2 separate regions of the Danio rerio genome follow, and region 2 is linked to region 1. Evidence: chromatin contacts called from public Hi-C data. All regions are on one chromosome and are shown on one strand. Each heading gives the region's core, a stretch centred on a gene start, on an enhancer-like site or on the middle of the called end of the contact. The rest is flanking DNA. Distances are from core to core; before and after follow the strand shown.

What was found. Hi-C and Micro-C count contacts between places; a contact is called where the count stands out from the background.
Region 2: a Hi-C map of embryo shows a contact between it and region 1, with 2.2 times the contacts expected there. The contact joins two enhancer-like sites. A contact is called at or near these places in 8 of 18 Hi-C or Micro-C datasets (caudal fin, embryo, hematopoietic stem cells and 1 more).

What each region holds. Positions count from the first base shown.
Region 1 is chr10:10,843,605-10,848,182 of GRCz12tu, forward strand. The region is part of intron 3 of sh2d3ca (SH2 domain containing 3Ca); the gene reads left to right. Among named protein-coding and RNA genes, the nearest start is that of sh2d3ca, 26 kb to the left of the region's middle. Within about 2 kb of position 1,722, at least 9 of the 62 cell types and tissues checked have an H3K27ac peak or open chromatin away from gene starts, as enhancers often do.
Region 2 is chr10:10,878,001-10,882,234 of GRCz12tu, forward strand. All of the region lies in intron 3 of sh2d3ca (SH2 domain containing 3Ca), which reads left to right. Among named protein-coding and RNA genes, the nearest start is that of sh2d3ca, 60 kb to the left of the region's middle. Within about 2 kb of position 2,516, at least 16 of the 62 cell types and tissues checked have an H3K27ac peak or open chromatin away from gene starts, as enhancers often do.

The sequences.
Region 1 (4,578 bases), core at 472-2,971:
ATTGTAAAAGATGCACAAGTTAAAATAAAAAAATGACAACAAGACCATCTTCAAAGATGATTTTTGCTATTCGATACTTAAATTAACAACAGTAATCTTTAATTGACATTTAATAGAACATATTTATTTAATAAACTTAACAAACAAAGCCAGTGCTGTTGCAACAGTGCTCAGCATATATAAGTACACCCCTCACAAATCTATCTTTAAAATTCATATTCATATTTAATAGAAAGCTATCCTATATTATATTTGTGCATATACATTAGATTAGTTAATACTGAGGCCAAATCTCGAGCTTATTTAACAAAATAACTTAATAACAGTCCAAAAACTAGTACAAGCAAATTTATGTTATAGAAAAATATTAAATACATTTTTTAAAGAGGAAAAAATAAGAAAAGCAAAAAAATATATATATATAGTTTTTTCAATATTTTGCTTAAATTTTATTGTATTAACTTTCAATTTCTAAATATGTTTGGTTACTAAAATATTATGTTAATAAATATATCTGTTTAATGAATCTGCTTTGTTTAAATGAACCAAAATTCATTGACTATATTCACTAAGAAATGGATATAAATATTCTACATCTTCAAAAAGGGCTGTACTCAATTATGCTGAGCACAAATGGTAAATTTTGCTGCTCCAGAAATGTTTCTAAAGTGTAGCCCATTTCTTTTATTGTCCAAAATAATATAGCCCAAACTTGCTTTCTTGACACACATCTGATATTTTATACATATTCAGGTCTAATATTTTGGAAAGTTTTTATTTTTCATTATGCAAGAATTTAATGATTTTTCTCTGAGAATAATTAAAATGGGTGTAGCTCATTTTTTCCATGCAAGTTAACCATCACTATAGCATTTATTGGCATATGCACTGAAGATAAGACGATTAAGTTTAGTGACCGATACATTGCAGAATTTCTACTTAAGATATAACTCAAGATTCTTCCTCCAATGAATTCTAAATGCTGGGTTACACACAATTACTGCGTGCTGTTGTAACGGTTGCCGTATTACGTTGCCCAACATAAATAGATTAAGTTAACTTATTTATTTTACAAATTTAAGGTGGTTAAACATAAAACAATTAAAATGTCCCAAAAACCTGTCAAATCCTTTTAAATAAATATTGTGAACAAGCGACAAAAGTCATTTTGTAGTGTGTATAATTTTGCATGTTTTTATTGTGCACCAGGCTTGTAATTACCAAAGTACCAATGCACTTCAACAAACCCCATGCTGTCATGATGGTTAGGGATTTCACAAATGGCAGTAGCAATAAAGGAAATACAGATAAATGATAGATCAAATAGAGAATAGTCAATGAAGAAAAACATGTAGACCCAGCTGGAGTAAGATGGGGCTGTGATAACCCTTTCTCCCCACCCTCCAGCTTTTAGCACGGGAATACATACAGAACAGCCAGTTATTACATTTAAATCAAATCACACAACTCCGCATTGATTAGACCTGGAAACTGACTCAGCCTTCCTCGCTAACATGCTTCTCATGGTCTTGTATTACTGCTACAGATCAAACCAAATAACCGATCTGCTTGATCAGCAAATACAGCACCAGCTTGGGCAAGAGCCATATCGCACACCAACTACAATACCCAGAATTCCAATGGGGGCCTACTCATTAATGTTAATAGCTTGAGGGAGATGAGGGCTTTGGGCCCTGTAGGCAGATGGAGGTAGACACGATCCCCCTGCTTTTTCTCATTACCAGTTCACGCACAGAGCCTTGCTCCGATCCATTGTACTTCTGCACCCTGCCTGCAGGACACTCGCTGTGTAATTAATATTTAACTGAGAGAGAGAGATTGAATGGAAGATTGAGGAGGGTTTGTGATGGAAAAGCCACGATCAGCATAGATACACACAACAGCATGAGACCCAAAACAAGATATCGAGAGGGAACACAGAACATAGAGAACTAGGGCAGCGAGGGAGGCAAGAAAAAAAATGATGTCTTTAGTATTTCAATTGTTTCCCAGACGGGAGCTTTCACTTTCGTTCTGTAAACAAATGGAAACTTTCGCCAAAGGCTATTTTACCAGGGTTTGGTTCCTGGATCTTAGTCACCATTGCACAACCAACAATGACAAGATAATGGCTTGAGAGGAATGAAATGACTGTTTACAAACACTCTCCATTTTCTATCCATTTATAAAGGTACAAGAGCTGTCATCGCGGCAGTCTTTTTTCATTTTTGGGTTCACTTCCGTGCTTTTTAGGTAATATGTGTACTTTGGGGTTTTAGGACACCAATATGCAACCTATTGTACTTTTTTGTAAGAGTGTACAACCGATCAAACAGGTAATCCTGGCCAATCTCACACCCCTGGTTGAGACATTATGGCAGCGGTCTCAAACTGAATTTGACCATATCAGTGACTGGCAATTCATAGAAGAGCCGTTTTAACATTCAAGCACAAAAAAAAAGTAGAAACCTGATATATCTGATGTCATTCTTCCGCAGATACAGTCAAAGCTCCTTTTTGCTTCTTGTTGTACACACTGAAGGTGTAGTTTAAATTGCTATGAAAATACTACAAACTAATGATAGGCATAATAATAATAATTATTATTATTATTCTGTCCAAATCAATTGTTGCTTTACCAAAAGTTTAACAGATAGCGTAAGACAGCAGAAAGCAGATTGGCTAACTTTAGTGACTTTACTGGCAACTGTTCATCTAATTTATTTTTTTTTTTTTTTTTTGTAAAACTACAACAAAAAGGGAAAAAGTATGTTTATATTCACATTTACTTTTAAAATGTTCATTTCAGCCAGCATTAAAACTTTACTAATGCACATTTTTGTACAATTCCTAAGAAGCATATGAGGAAAATCTATTAAATGAGACCATTTAAGTCGAATATTTGCAAAACGATCATATTAACACCACCAGCATAACGTGTAAGCCATGAAGAAGTGTTTGTACAACAAAATACAGGTGGTGTAAAACTGATTATAATCAAATAAGCCTTGAATATTTACAAAAATAAAACTTTAGTAAAAAATAGAGCACTTACTGACATATATTTAACGTTGATATACAGTATAGGTCTTAAATCCTAGCCAGCAGCTAGCTCTCTGCAACTCTTACATGGTTGCCCACTGAAGCTAAGCAGGGCTGCGCTTGGTCAGTACCTGGATGGAAAACCACATGTGAAAGCTAGGTTGCTGCCAGTTAGTGAGTGGATGCCCTACCAGCTGCAACCCATCACTGGGAAACACCCATACACTTTTATTCACATACATACATCACGGCCAATTTAGCTTACCCATACAGCGTATAACTACCCAGCTTGTCAGGACACAAAAATATGTTTAGCTATGATTTAATGGTACCACATATTCAAAAGAAAATGAACTTCCAAAAATTCAATTCAGGTAGTAATGTCTGTCTGTGGCTGCCATATGTTTGTCATTGAGTGTGTCATGTGAGACTCCTCCTCATATGTGCGGTAATAAAATGAAATCCTTTTTTTTTTTCATTCAGTGATCTCATGAGACACATACACACGCCATAACACATGATGTTAACCCACGCACTGGATTACACCACATGTTATCTTCTACTCTTTAAAAGCTTCAATTTGACATTCATCCTCCCATTGTTTCAGGCTGATGAGCGTACAACATGAATTGAACATGCTCTTACCGGTTTATCTGCAAATGCACAATAGCATCAGTGAGATTTCTTTGCAGAACGGGTCTCGTCTAATTACATCTTTTGTTTTTCATTGTGTGCTTTCCCAAGGTCACACTGGAAGCTTCGTCGCTCAGTAAGCTTGTTAGAACCGAATATGCACTTATACCATATAGCAGCAAAATGCTTATGTGCTCCTTGACAGATGTTGCTGTCGGGTCTGAAATGGTGGTGTTAAAGCAGGGGGTGTCAAATCCTGCTCCTGGAGGGCCACTGTACTACAGAGTTAAAATCCTAATTAAACACACCTGAACCAGCTAATAAAGGTTCTCAGTAGGACCATTACAGTCAATTGCACTGGGGCAGGTTGGAACAAAACTCAGCAGCATCCATTATTGGGCACTGCTGATTTAAGGGAATAGTGACAATTTCTCATATAAACTTTTCATTCGTTTTCCTTCGGCTTAGTCCTTTATTTATTAGGGGTCACCACAGCGGAATGACCCGCCAACTATTCTGCATATGTTTTATGCAACGGATGCACTTCCAGCTGCAACCTAGTAGTGGGAAACACCCATACGCTCGTATTCACACACATACACACAATCATACAATACGGCCAATTATGTTTACCCAATTCACCTGTACCGCATGTCTGCAGGGGACTGTGGGGGAAATCCAGTGTCCTGACATTTTATCCTGCCCATTAAATTATGCTACCAACACTGTATTTGAATGGTTTTGAGGTTGGGGTTAGGGATTAAGTAGGTTAGGACAGGATATTACAGCTTCATATCACGCTACTCCACATTAAAACTTTTACTGGTAGCAAAAATCTGATCGGAAGCATATTGCGTCATTAAAATGTGCTACCTACTTTTTGAATGGAAGGTAGGACAGTCT
Region 2 (4,234 bases), core at 1,266-3,765, 35 kb after region 1:
CGATGAATGAAGCTCTTGATAAGCTGACAAAACATGACCGCTTGCTCACCTGTGAAAATGTCTTCATATAGATGTGCTTTCTATATACGCTTTCTTCTTTTTATCCCACTTAGCACATTCGAGCAAATTGCTAAACACATTAAAATTTAGCTTAGATTAAAAAATGATGGGGTGTGACATCACACTGAGAATACAGTTCATAATTCAGAGCACATCTTTCCATGCATAGTAAATTAATCAACTGTTCCAGATTCGTGGCCAATGCGGTCTGAGCACTAACCCTGTGCTGCAGTTCCTCAAAACGCTGCAGGACAGTGACTCAGATACTCAAAATTTTGGAGATAAGAACTCTCAACTTCACACCGAGTTTATTTACAGTGACTTTCCTTTTGCTTTATCTGTGACTGGCCGAGTTCAAGGTTGTGTAGTGAATTCTTCCATCATTGTAGACTATACAAAGTAAAAACTGCTGGCTTCTAAATCCACTGTTGTACTAAATACTGAAAAATAGCAACTAGTTACTAACTAAATTCAAAAAGTAACTCAATAACTTACACTAAAAAAGAATGCCTTACAGTTAAAAGTAATTTTTTAGTTACTTTTTCAACGAACATTTGTAATGCTCCAATTAGTTCTCTCATAACGTCACTTCAGTGCTGCATGAATAATACACTGTTGATCAGCATCACAGTTTTAAGTAATTTCCATTCACAATAAAAACACAAGACAGACTTAAATAAAAAATAAAAATTTAAAAAGTAATTTATTTAAGTCAGACCAGCAGCACAAACATGAAAAAAAATCACAAGATGATAAACCAGCTGAATATATTCAAAAACAAAAAAGCAAAAACAAAAATTGCTTCAGCATCCTAAAATCTTTTGCATTTAACCCTTAAACATGTTTCTTTACAGCTTGAGTATGAAAACAATATACAGCAACAATAAACTAACACAATACCTTTATGAAATTAATAAATGAATTATATATATATATGTGTGTGTATGTATGTATGTGTGTGTGTGTATATATATATATATATATATATATATATATATATATATATATATATATATATATATATATATATATATATATATATATATATATATATATATATATTCTCGATTTGAGTCTGAAACCATGTGATCAGGCCCGTTTTCCAATCACGTGTTTGGATATGGGCATAGGTGAATTGAATAAACTAAGATAATGTGAATGTGAGAGTGTATGGGTGTTTCCCAGTACTGAATTGCAGCTGGAAGGGCATCCGCTGTGTAAAACATATGCTGGATAAGTTGCCGTTTCATTCTGCTGAAGGAAAATGAATAATAACATGAGCTACCAAAATACACATTGTAAGTTTGGATTTCATGCTGACTTTAGGGTCATCTTTCAGGGCAAAGGAGCAGATCTAAGATGAGAAGTACTCAAATCATGTGAAACTGGATGTACATTTAAACATATTTAACTATTTAAGCCTCAGAAATATTCACAACATCGGCTTGGCTTTGTTGCTAATAGAGTTGTATGAGATCCAGTACCTCATTTGACCTGCATATGTGCTTGTTAAACACCAGAGATTGTGTGTGGGTGTGTTTGAAGAGAGGCAGACAGAGACCGGGAGAGAGAATCTAAGAAACAGAAATTGCTTCAGATCTAATATGTTGGGATGTAGGCCAGCAATGACAGATATGGGGATTTGGTGGAGATTTGGGTGGTGTAAGACAGCAAGGATAGATGAAGGGATAATGCATAGACGGATTTCTGGGAGATAAGGGCATGATAGGGGCATTAAGACAGCTTAAGGTGGGATCAAGGGACAACAAAACCACATGGGCAGCAGATGGACAACATCTTAAAATCAGGACCCCTGGATGAACCGAAGGAAAAGGTCACAGGACTGTGTGTGTTTGGCTGTGTCTAAGCCGATGGACAAGACTTAAATCTCAAGCATAACAGTGTTAAAACAGATGTTTGTAATGTAATTTTAACAGTAACCCAGACATATGCATTCACCAACCCCTTCCCACTGTCCCTTAAAACTGAATGGGGGTGAAAATTTCAGCACATTTCTTTGATCATAGCTATATGCTGAGTTGCTTCTATGTGATTGGCTGACTAAATATTTGCATAATACCTTATTTAGTGGATGTTAAGTCAAAAGCCACAGACATTGCACCTCAGTATTTCTTTTGCCCCCTTGAAGATGAAGGCCGGGTACCACCACCATGGTACTGTACCACCAAGAATGTGTGTTACATATCTTACTACATCCTTGCGATTTCATGACTAAGCATTCACATCTACTTTCGTGCCTTTGTTTATTTCATGGTCAGAATCATATTCGGCATCAGAGTGGCAGGAGATTTTAACACCAGCTGTCCTGTTATCTCTCAAAGCACTGGGTCATTGCTCAGCAGGGCCGACTGGATTAGCTCTACCCCAGAGAGCAGACTCAATGGCAGGCGCTGACCTGTGAATCTTTATCTGCCATATCTGTGGTTCGTGTCAGCCTAATGGTTTTTTTTTTTTTTTTTTGCGTCTATGGTTTTCCTTTCACCCAGAGGGGCAGCTGCACTCAATCAAACGTGATCTGAGTGATTGGAAAGCTTGTTGTGATTGGTGGAAATGGAATTAGGTAGGTGGGGGTCTGCTTAAACACAATGCTGTGATTGGTGGTTGAAGGGACTGGGTGCTGAGTGAAATTGGGCAATGAATCATGCTTGGATATTATTCACGACAAGCCATGGGGGTCTGGAGATAAACACCTCTGAATGGGTTGGTGTTTGTGGATGAATTTACCCAGAGATGTGTCTCACTGGATTCTAATCACACACCAAATTTACAAACCAGCTAAAAATTGTTCAGTTTTACTAAAAAATAAATAAAATAAAAAGACTAATTTTGCTCTGATATCAACATGCTACAAACAAAATAATTTATGGACCACTGGGGTGTTATTTAAATGCATTATATTGTCTCTACAAAGTGGCCATCACAGACCTTCCATAGTGGACAGCATATTTAATTTAACTGAGAAATATTGCTAGGAGAGTTAGAAGTACAGTTTGTTCAATGCAAGGTTTTATGTCAGAGGTATTCAATTAAAGTTTTAGAATGTCTAGCCGCTGCATTACTATTAAATTAAACGAGCAGAGTGTACTATTGTATATTTCCAAGTTGCTACTTGGCAGCAATAGTATTTGGTCAATTTAGGATTGATCATTTTAACAAAGTAGTCTTTTTAAGAGTAGTCATTACTCTTAACTTTTTAACAAAGTAGTCATGAAAATGAGTAGGTGTTATCTTAAGCAGTAATTTCTAATAGACAGATACTTCTGGGTCCATTTTATTTATTACCAATGAATCTATTAAATCTTTTAAAATTATAAATACAAATACATGCTTATTTTAGGGATGTATTTGTTTGAAAATTGATAGCCAATTACTTTTTTTACTTAGAAGCTAATAACTGATACACAAAAGCTGATAAAAAACTTTGATGGAATTTTTTATAAACCTAATTACAAAAACAAAAGGCAAACAAATACAGTGGACAATTGATATTACTGCATTATTTCCTCAAAATCCTTTAGAGATTTCTGTCTGGCAGGTAATCTGACTGGCAGGTTAAGCAACCAATCACACTTAGGGTGTTTTCACACGCCTTATTTAGTTCCGTTGAATCACACTAGAGTTGTTTTTCTCCTTGGTGCAGTTCTTTTGGGCAGGTTTGAATGTAGCAATCGCACTCGTGCATGCACCAAAAGTAGACCAAAAAAGCATACTGAGACCACCTCTTCAAGGAGTTCTCGGTACGCTTTTTTGGTCCACTTTCTCACCTAATGTTTTCAAAGAAACGCTGGAGCAGTTTGTTTGTGGTGAGAACATGATCTGCACTAAAACAGACACAACAGCAAAAAGTACTGCACCTTTTTGGACTAATCCAGCTGCCGTAGTCCGATGCTTTGTCCCATCTTATGGGGTGTGGAGGAAACATATTTGTTGACAGCACTTTACCAACAACTTTAAATAAAGAGAGAGAGAGAGAGAGAGAGAGAGAGAGAGAGAGAGAGAGAGAGAGAGAGAGAGAGAGAGGGAAAAACATTGCCTTATGGATCGTTGGTAATATTTCCGGACCATGTCGCAGTTTAGCTAAATTAATTCACGCCTCCTTCTGAAGTGACTTGCAATGCGCCTTCGCCATTTGCATTGCATTAAAACACTGTTT